2 separate regions of the Sus scrofa genome follow, and region 2 is linked to region 1. The links are chromatin contacts, called in public Hi-C maps. All regions are on one chromosome and are shown on one strand. The core of a region is the stretch at or near the end of the contact, and the rest is flanking DNA. Distances in the headings are between cores, read along the strand shown.

Region 1 (4,444 bases), core at 593-3,092:
GTCAGGGTGCCATCCCTGGGCCCTTGGGAGGACCAGGTGTCCGGGGGGGAGGGTGTCTGGTGTCCCAGGCTGGGGGCTTCTTGTCAGGCGCTGACAGCTACTCCCTCAAGGTGCTTCGTGAGCTGCCACCACAGGCCGGAAAGCTGATCTCTGAGGGGGTGGAGGCTGTGTGGAAATCTGGACGGATATCAGCTTGCAGCTTCCGACAGCCCAGGGATGGGCCAGGACTGGGAACGCCAATCTTCCCAAAGTGGCTCAGGAGCACCAGTGCCCACCCAGAGGGCAGCCTGCATTCCCTCGGGCCTTGGGCAGCGGCGGCAGCAGCGGCGGCGGTGGACAGGTGTCAGGGGTCTGGAAAAGGTGTGGTCCGCTGAAGGCTGGGCCAGAGCCTGAAAGGGTCCCAGAAGCAGGGCTCAGAGAAAGAACCGGACAGGGCCTCCAGGGACCCCCCAAATCATCCTGGCTGCCCTTGTGAGTCAAGGGAGGGGCTGAGCCACTCAAAGAGGGGAGGGAGCCACCACGCCTGAGAGCAGCACTTGGTGGGGGGAAGGGGTCCTGGGAGGGGGAGGTTGAGTCACTGAGGCCCCAGGGCACCTGGCAGCACCTCAACCTGGGGCAGGAGGGGCCCTGGCAGCACGACACATTGGGGTAGGCGGGGCCAGCAGCCTGTTCTCCACAGCCCCGGGCACTGACACCCACAGACAACTGGTGGGCCAGAAGGTGGGGCCTGGCAGAAGGTCAGGCGCAGGCAGCCCGGCCCGTGGTCACTCCCTGTGGAAGGCGCCTGCCCCCAGACCCCTCCCTCTCTAAGCTTTGCTGTAATAGCTGGATGCCCTTGCCCCAGGGCTCTTCATGAATCTAGAGGGTGGAGTGGGAGCTACGGCTCTCCATCTCTGGCCGAGGGTCTGCCTGCAGGACAGGGAGGCTTTCCGGCACCTGTTGCTGACCCTTGCGCGGGATGGGGAAGCAGCTGGGCAGAGAACAGAGATAAGAGCTGGGGCACCGCTGGTAAATGAGGCTGCCTGGCCCCCCCCAAGCCTGAATCTGTGGCCCAGAGCCCCGACTTCACTTTAGAAAAGCTTACGTCAGTTCCTCAGTGGCCATGAATTTGCTGCCCAAGTCCTGTGGCATGAGCCCCGTGCAGGCCTGGGGCCCTAGCTGGGGTCGCCCTTCCTCCCAAAATGTCCCAAGCCCAACCCAGAGGGCACTCCAGCTCAAGGCCCGAGGCCGACATTGGGGGAGGGCGCCCCTGGCAGTGCCTGGGGTCGGGCTGGCTCCCCCGCCCCCCGGAATGCCAGTCCAGCGCCGCGCAACCCCCCCAACCCAGCCCAGCTCCAGCCGACCGGGGAACAAAGCGGCGGGAGGGACCGGGAGGGCCAAGTGCCGGAGGGATTGATGCGGGAGGACGGGATAGGGGCGCGAAAAGGACAGAAGGAGCCGACAGATGTAGGCGCCCGCCGATCCCGCAGGAAAAGTTAGTTTGTACCCGCCCTCAAGGGTGCTGACCCCCAGCTCAGACCCCGCCGTCTCACCTCTCCAGCCGCCCCGCTGGGGGTCCGGCTGGTCCCGCTCGGTCCCTGGCACTCCGGACGGCGGCTCCCACTGCCCCCCTTACCCCTTTTCTCCTTCTTCTCCTCCTTTTCCAAGGCCGGCTCGGCGCCTCCCGCAGGAAATCCCGCCCCTCCCCCTTCCCTCCCGCCGGATCGGGAGCGGAGGGATCGTCCCGGCCGCGCAGTCGGGCTGTCAGTCAGTGCCTGGGGCCCCGCCCCGAGCCGCCCAGGCCCCGCCCCCATCACTCGGGTCCGGACCTTGGACACTGCCTCGCTCAGCGCATGCGCCCAGGTGAAGCGGCGGGGGTGGGGACGAGAGTACGCTGCGTCCCGGCTGTTGGAGCAGGGGCGATCTGGGGCTCTAGGGTTCAGACTGAAGGGTGAGGTGCCCTGTTTGTGACGGGCGGGAGGGAAGACATGATGCGAAGGGGTCTGGGAACCGAGACCCAGGAATCTCACTTGGGAAATCCCCCTTCCCTTTTGCCCCTCGCCCCTCCAGGGACCGCCGCGGCGACCTCTGCCCGCGAGGCCAGAATAGCAGACCAACAACCGCTGGTTGGAGCAATGGTGCCACCTAGCGGCCCGTGTCGGAGCGGCCCGTGGTGGCGGCGGCGGGGACCCCAGCTTCGAGGAGGTGCCTATGACCATCTATGGTGGCGCTTCAGCACCATCGTGGGTCGGACAGCGGCCTCCCGCCCCCGGCCCTGAAAACATAGTTTCCGAGCCCTTAGGAAGAGACCCAACGGAAGACCCTGAAGGAACACCGAACCTCCCTAGATCGCATCTGACAGCCCTCGGCGGCCTCCAGTTTGTGAAGCTGGAATTCGGGAACCTAGCACTCGCCCATCTCTACACCCCTCTTCTTCCCTCCCTGTCCCAATGGGTGATGGGGACTAAGCAGCTCAGGGCTGCGGAGGGGAAGATCATGAATTTGACTCTTCATAGCACACTTTCAAACGTCAGGCTCCGCAAGTTTTACTAGAGAGGAGCCCAGAGGAGGGCTGGGGATCGGAGAGATGGTCCTAACAAATCCAGAAACCTGCAAGCTCTCCGCCTCCGGAATCGAGCCCCATGTCTGTTGGCAGGCGCTAGGACCCAGGACACCAGGAAGGTGGAAAGCAGGTGGGTTGATCTGGAGCGCGGAGGAGCAGAGGTCGGATTGGCGGGCGCTAGGGCCGCGCGGAGTTCCGGCGGTGGGCGGGGCATGGGCGGCGCGCGCGCGCGCGCGCGCAGCTGCAGACGGCGGCCCGATGGAGCCCGAACCTGGGTCCGCCGAGGTGGAGGTTCCTCCCGGGCGCGTGCTCAGGTGCGGCGCGGCGCGGCCCGGCCCGGGGGAGGCGCCGGGACCGCAGGGTGGGCGCAGGGAAGGAGATGGGCACCCAGGACGGGGATCCCGGCCAGGGCCGAGCGGTCCCGACTGCGTGGCGCTAACCCCGCGTCCCTTCTTGCTTTCCCCAGTGTGCCGGAGCTCTTCGCCGCCCGCTCGCGGCCCCAGAAGCTGCCCCAGCGCTCGCATGGCCCCAAGGACTTCCTTCCCGACGGCTCGGCGGCCCAGGCTGAGCGGCTGCGCTTGTGCCGCGAGGAGCTCTGGCAGCTGCTGGCGGAGGAGCGCGTGGAGCGCCTGTGAGGGGGGCGGGCCGGGCCGGGGGCGGAGCCGGGCGGACGGACCGGGTCGACTAAGCCCGCAGATTGAGACGGCCCCCTCCCCACTCCTTGCCAGGGGCAGTTTGGTGGCCGCCGAGTGGAGACCGGAAGAAGGCTTCGTGGAGCTGAAGTCTCCTGCGGTGAGCCGTGGGCCTTTGAGACAGGGAGCCCGCCCTCCCTGCCCTCCCGGCTCCTTTGTGACATTTGCTCTGGGTCCCACGCAGGGTAAATTCTGGCAGACTATGGGCTTCTCAGAGCAGGGACGGCAGCGGCTTCACCCAGAAGAGGCCTTGTATCTGCTGGAGTGTGTGAGTGGGGCCCTGGGAGCGCGGCAAAGGGCTCGGGACCAAGGAACGGGAAGGCCATGTTTTTATTGGAAGAAAAGTATATCATCTGAGCATTCTGGGAGCTTGTAACCTGATTTCCAGAGCAGGAGACAAGAGTACCACGCGGGGAGCAGGGATTCCAGCCTAATTCTGAGTGCTGCCTCCCTCCCCGACCCCCTGTCTTCCTGGTTGGCCATATTCTCGCTGCGATGGGGGGTGGGGGGGGTATAGCAAGCCAGGAAGTCGCCCCATTGGCTGTGCCACTGCAGGGAGGATTCACAAGCCGGGCTGTTGGCCCCACTTCCAGGGTTCCATCCAGCTCTTCCACGAAGACCTGCCACTGTCTATCCAGGAGGCCTACCAGCTGCTGCTGACTGAGGACACTGTGACTTTCCTGCAGTACCAGGTATCTGTCATTCTCTCCCCGGAGAGGAGCCACCCACCTACTCAGCTAACAAGTGCTTATGAGTACTGACAAGGGGCTAGGCACAGGGCCATGTACTGAGGCTACCAGGCAGTCAAGAGCTCGGTGGCTAAAGTGCTTACATTCTCGCGGTGGCATTTGGGTCATAGATAAGCAAGCAAGCAAGTGGATGATTGACTTCACAGGTGAGAGCCAGGAAAAAGGGGAGGAGGGGGAGCCCAAGGCTAGAGACAGATATGTGGGCATCATAACCGCACAGATGGTATTGCCAACCTCACTGGGCTGTGTGGAGGTGTGGCCCGGGACCCGGACACTCCAGCATGAGGTCAGGGGAAGATGGGGGACCCAAGGAGAAAAAGCAGGTGAGGGAGCATCACAGAAGCCAAGAGAAGGTCTTCCAAGGAGGAAGTGGTAGGCCATGTGGAGGTTACTGAGAGATCAAGCAAGATGGGGACATTCCTGCCTGCACCTCCCTGACAGGGACACAGGGACACATCCAG
Region 2 (4,683 bases), core at 1,955-4,454, 50 kb before region 1:
GACACCTACTGTGTGCCTGGTACTTTGTTAATCAACAGTGACAGGGAGTTCCCTGGTGACCTAGCAGTGAAGCGTTGTCACTACTGTGGCTTGGGTTACTGCTGTGGCATGGGATCGATCCCTGGCTCCGAGGAACTTCTGCATGACTTGGGTGCGGCCAAAAAGACAAAACAGTGACACAAGATGAAAATGACATAGTCCTTGGACACAGGGGACTCACAGGAAGAGAAAGGACACATAGACAATGTCATCAACAACATAAAGCCTAGTGGTGGCTATGTCCAGTCTCTGGAGAGAATTATATAGTAATAAATGATAATTGGCATCCAAAAATAATTGCCAAAAAAACCCACAAAAATAATTGCAAAGCCACTTCCAATCTTACTGCAGTCTCTTGAAAAAAGTGTCTAAGGGGGAATTACAAAAATGATTTACAAGAAACCTTAAAATCCTTTCCCTCCTCCTGTCTGCTAAGGGGGATTCTGTCTTTACCTGTTAGATTCCCAGGTCATTGTACAGTATCTGACTGATAGGGGAAAGGTATTCCACCTACTCACCTAAGGCCTTTCTCACTCTGCCCTAAAGCTTCTCTTTCCTCTCTCCAACCTTCCTCCGACTCTTCCCTAATTCACACTGTTCCAGCTCTTCTCTCTTCATTTGCTCCTGCCCTCTTTTCAAATCCATCTGCTCTCAGCCACCCATCACTCTGCCTCCCACCCAGAGTAAACCAAACCACTCAAGGCTCGCCCTTCTCTGCCCTACCTTTCCCCTATTATTCTGATAACTGTGCAATGATCTGGCAACCTAACAGGCACGGACAGAATCCGTCGTTATCAGGCAGTGGGGAGAGAGAGAGAGCGCTGGGGTACGAATGCATTATTAATATATTTTCCTGTCCAAGACGTCAAACAGTGTGGTCCGTGTGGAGATGATGGAGTCATCTACAGGGAATTATGAGAAAACAGAGCAGGGACAAGCCAACCTGAACTTCATGGATGATGGGGCGTTAGAACGAAAGCAAAAGGGCATTTCAGGCACAGCGAAGAGCATAAGCTGAGCCTAGAGACAGGAAATAGGCTGGGGTCAGGGAAAGGACGAGCATACGGATGGGGAAAGGAAGTAGCTCTCCCTTGGAGGAATGTTGAAAGGGAAATAGATGAAGTGGCTGGGACATCCCCCCTGGAAGGCCCTGGTTTTCTCATCAAGGTCATTTTGGCAGAGAGACAGGGAAAGCTCCAGAAGAAGGATTACGCAGCTGCCTGGGGTTGCTAGACAACCAACAAGACACAGACGTAGGGACCTCAGAGCCACAAAAAGTCCAGCCAGGGTGAGTTTAGAGTGGGTGTATGGGTATGTTCTGGATCCAGGGCTTCTTAGGCGAAGTTTTACTTTTGGCTGGGTGGGGGCACTGACAGAGGGGATGGTTAGTAGGAGAAGGACACAACCCCTGAAACTGGTAGGCACTTAGTTTAAATTTGTTGGTTAATATTCATAAAACCCAATGAAACAGAGAAACAAGTATGGCCAGGAGTTCCCTGGTGGGTCAATGGGTTAGGGATCTGGTGTTATTGCTGTGGCTCAGGTCGTTGCTGTGGCGCGGATTCAATGCCTGTCCTGGGACCTTTCCCATGCCACAGGCGTGGCCAAAAAAAAAAAAAAAAAAAAAAAGGAAAAAGAAACAAGGATGGGAGTTTCCTTGTGGCGCAGTGGGTTAAGGACCTACCATTATCTCCACAACAGCTTGGGTTGCTGCTGTGGTGCGGGTTCAACCCCTGGCCTGGGGACTTCCATATGCCACAGGAACCACTGGGGAAAAAAAAAAAAAGAAACAAGTATGGCCAGAGGAGACCAGATGGGTAGAACGTGGAGCAGGGCAGGATGATTACATTACATCTGCCAACCTTCCAAATGCAGGCGTTCCCACCGTGGCTCAATGGTTAACGAACCTGACTAGTATCCATGAGGACACAGGTTCAATCCCTGGCCTTACTCAGTGGGTTAAGGATCTGGCATTGCTGTGAGCTGTGGTGCAGGTCGCAGACGCAGCTTGGATCCAGCGTTGCTGTGGTTGTGGTGCAGGCCAGCAGCTACTGCTCCGATTCAACCCACAGCCTAGGAACCTCCATATGCCGTGAGTGCAGCCCTAAAAAGACAACAACAACAATAATAATAACCTTCCGAACGCAGTCATATAAACCTTTTGGGATGATGTGAAAAGACATAAGGTACAGGAAATTGACTAGTTCAGTTCAGCAAACATTTACGGGGTACCAGGCTCCAAGCAAGGAGCTGTGGGGTCTGCCAGGATAAGCCCGCTGCCTTTAGGAGTTTAAACGCTTACAGAAACAGTCCTGTGGAAAGCATATTTACTTTGTAAAGTCAGCAATGGAGACACACAAAAAAGTACAGTGCTGTAGGGAGAATTTCAGTGACTCAAAGTCAGGGAAGGCTTTAGGGGAGGTCTTGTTTGAGGTAGGCCTTTAGCATGGGCGTGTATTTGAACATTGGCTTTATCGGTAAGAAAGAGCCTTCAAAGCACAGGGAGCCTCTTGGGCAAAGGAGCAATGGTGGGAGGGTCCCAGAGGTATTTACGAAATGATGGTAAATCTCTGTAGTTTGGGTTGTGGGGAGTTAAGCTGAGAAATGCATGTCTGGGACAACCTATGAGGGACTTTGCATTTCCGGTAGAGCGATGTGAATTTTTCTTTTGGCTAAGATAAACTGCAAATTTCTGTATGCAGGAAAGTGACGTGATTCTACCAGTCTTAGACAACTGGTAAACAGTTCAAACAGAAGATTAGGTACCCGACATGGCAACTTCTTGTCCAGCTGAGAAGAAAGAGAGATTATAATTACATAAACTCATTACTAAAAGGGGGAAGGGGCTTTTGCTTCCCAGGGCCAGCCATGACCTTCTTCCAATTTTATAAACAGACTAAAAGACAAAAAACAAAAACCCCAACTCTCCAGACTTAGATCTCTGGGAAAACAGAAGTAAATACTGACACAGGGTTGCTTTGTTTTCCCAAGAGAGGTCTCTCAGGCGATTTCTCTAATTATCTAGAAAAAAATTTTTAACTTGTTTTCCCTTTGGAGTTCGGCCGAGCTGAGGAGAAAACTGCAGTACTGTCTTAGATTCTCCAGCTTTGGTTTGGAAGCAGTATTCGTCCCTGAGGGACTCCCTCCAAGGTCTCTGAGCAAGGTGTCTCTAAGGATTTGTACCCAGCAACGAGGAGGGAGCTTAAAAGTAGGAGACACAGGAGCTCTGCAAAGGGCCTATTTTAAAAAGAAAGAAAGGCGGGGGGCAGGAGGTCTAGTCGACCTTTTTAGGATAACTCCGAGGGAAAACTAATCGAGAGGAAAGTCGCGCCTTCGCCTCTGGTAGAATCTCCGGATCAGAAGACGGCCGAGCGCAACGCACAAGGATGGATAGTGGCAGCGCGCTCTCACGCCGGCATCTCTTGGCACTTAATTCCGCCCGGCTCTCAGAGGGGCGGATGCAGCTACAGCCGAGCACTCCTCCTAACCAATAAGAAGCCAGAACTCCCCGCCCGTCTCTGATTTAGACCAATCAGGATCCAGGACTTTAGCTTGCGACCGGCGTCTCTGTTGTCTGAGAAGGAAAGCCGACCCCTAGGAGTTGCCAGTAACGGGCATGGCTGCAGTCCTTGGAGGAGGGGATGTGAAGTGAGGAGGGGGCAGGGAGGGGAGAGGACGCAGGCGAAGAAGGACACCCCGGGCCCTGGTAAGTACGTGAAGACCCGTGGCCCTGAAGCACGGAGAGCAAAGGGGCGTGGGGCTTGGCTTCCGCAGCTTCCGGATTCTTGGCTTAGCGGAGGGGAGTCTGGGGTCTGCACCCAGGGAATGGCCTCAGGGGATCCCTTAGGTGGAGGCCGTTGCCTCCAACTCTTGGCCATTTCCTTTCCCCAGATACTCACACCTACCCTCGGCCCTGGCTTGGCCCCTTGGGGGTCCTGCGTCAGACATCGAAGCCTCCCGCCAACAAAGACTCCCTGCCCCAGGATTGCTGTGGCTGGGCCCTGGCCCAGAGGGCTTCCGACGCTGGTGTCCAGTGTATTTATAGATCTCCGGGAGTCCCCATCCTGGCCCCAGTTCCGACGGTTGTTCCCCCTGCGCGCGCTCTCCTCTGCCGCCCGGGCCCTTGTGCTGATCGTGTCCCCTGTGTCCAGGTGGATGGAGCCGGAGGGGCTTTTCAACCTTCAGCAGTTTGGAGCGTGCCCTGCCTTTTTTTACGCCCTCTTCCGCCTTTCCAGAATGTTTAAAGACTCATTCGAAGCAACCAGGGGAATATTGTTTGCCACCCCATAAACTGATCTCTGTGCGGTGCTCTGTTCCTCTGCTGCTCACCGCTGAAGTCCTGTTCTTAGAATCCCTCGCGAGCGGTGGTACGAGTCCCTGCCAATGCCAGCAGCGAGGGAAACCCTGCTCTTTCATTGGTGTGTGACCACGGGCTGCTTTGGCGCGGGCATGGGTTTGGTCACGTGTTGCTACATCCCACCCTCTTTTTCGTGTGTGGCTCTTGGGGAAAAGTAAGAGGGAGCTCTGCCTTGAATCTGTTTTCCTTCTACTATGTGATTTTTGTGCCGGGGGGACGATGATCATTTTCTCATGCTTTATCCAAGACACTCGTTTCAGCGGCGGTGACAGTTCAGTTGACCCTGC

What was found. Hi-C and Micro-C count contacts between places; a contact is called where the count stands out from the background.
Region 2: a contact with region 1 is called in a Hi-C map of liver, with 5 times the contacts expected there. The contact joins the promoter of TMEM94 here to the promoter of TSEN54 in region 1. A contact is called at or near these places in 13 of 47 Hi-C or Micro-C datasets (embryonic fibroblasts, fetal heart ventricle, heart right ventricle and 6 more) and 2 of 2 datasets of contacts at active chromatin or transcription factors (alveolar macrophages and skeletal muscle).

What each region holds. Positions count from the first base shown.
Region 1 is chr12:5,853,189-5,857,632 of Sscrofa11.1, reverse strand. It overlaps TSEN54 (tRNA-splicing endonuclease subunit Sen54), which reads left to right and starts at 1,842. Exons shown (of 12, transcript XM_021066651.1): 1 at 1,842-1,930; 2 at 2,050-2,672; 3 at 3,009-3,173; 4 at 3,271-3,334; 5 at 3,419-3,502; 6 at 3,828-3,926. The coding sequence starts at 3,437. It overlaps CASKIN2 (caskin-2), which reads right to left and starts at 1,759. Exons shown (of 20, transcript XM_021066645.1): 1 at 1,533-1,759; 2 at 1-389.
Region 2 is chr12:5,904,310-5,908,992 of Sscrofa11.1, reverse strand. TMEM94 (transmembrane protein 94) reads left to right here and starts at 3,204. Exons shown (of 32, transcript XM_021066635.1): 1 at 3,204-3,745.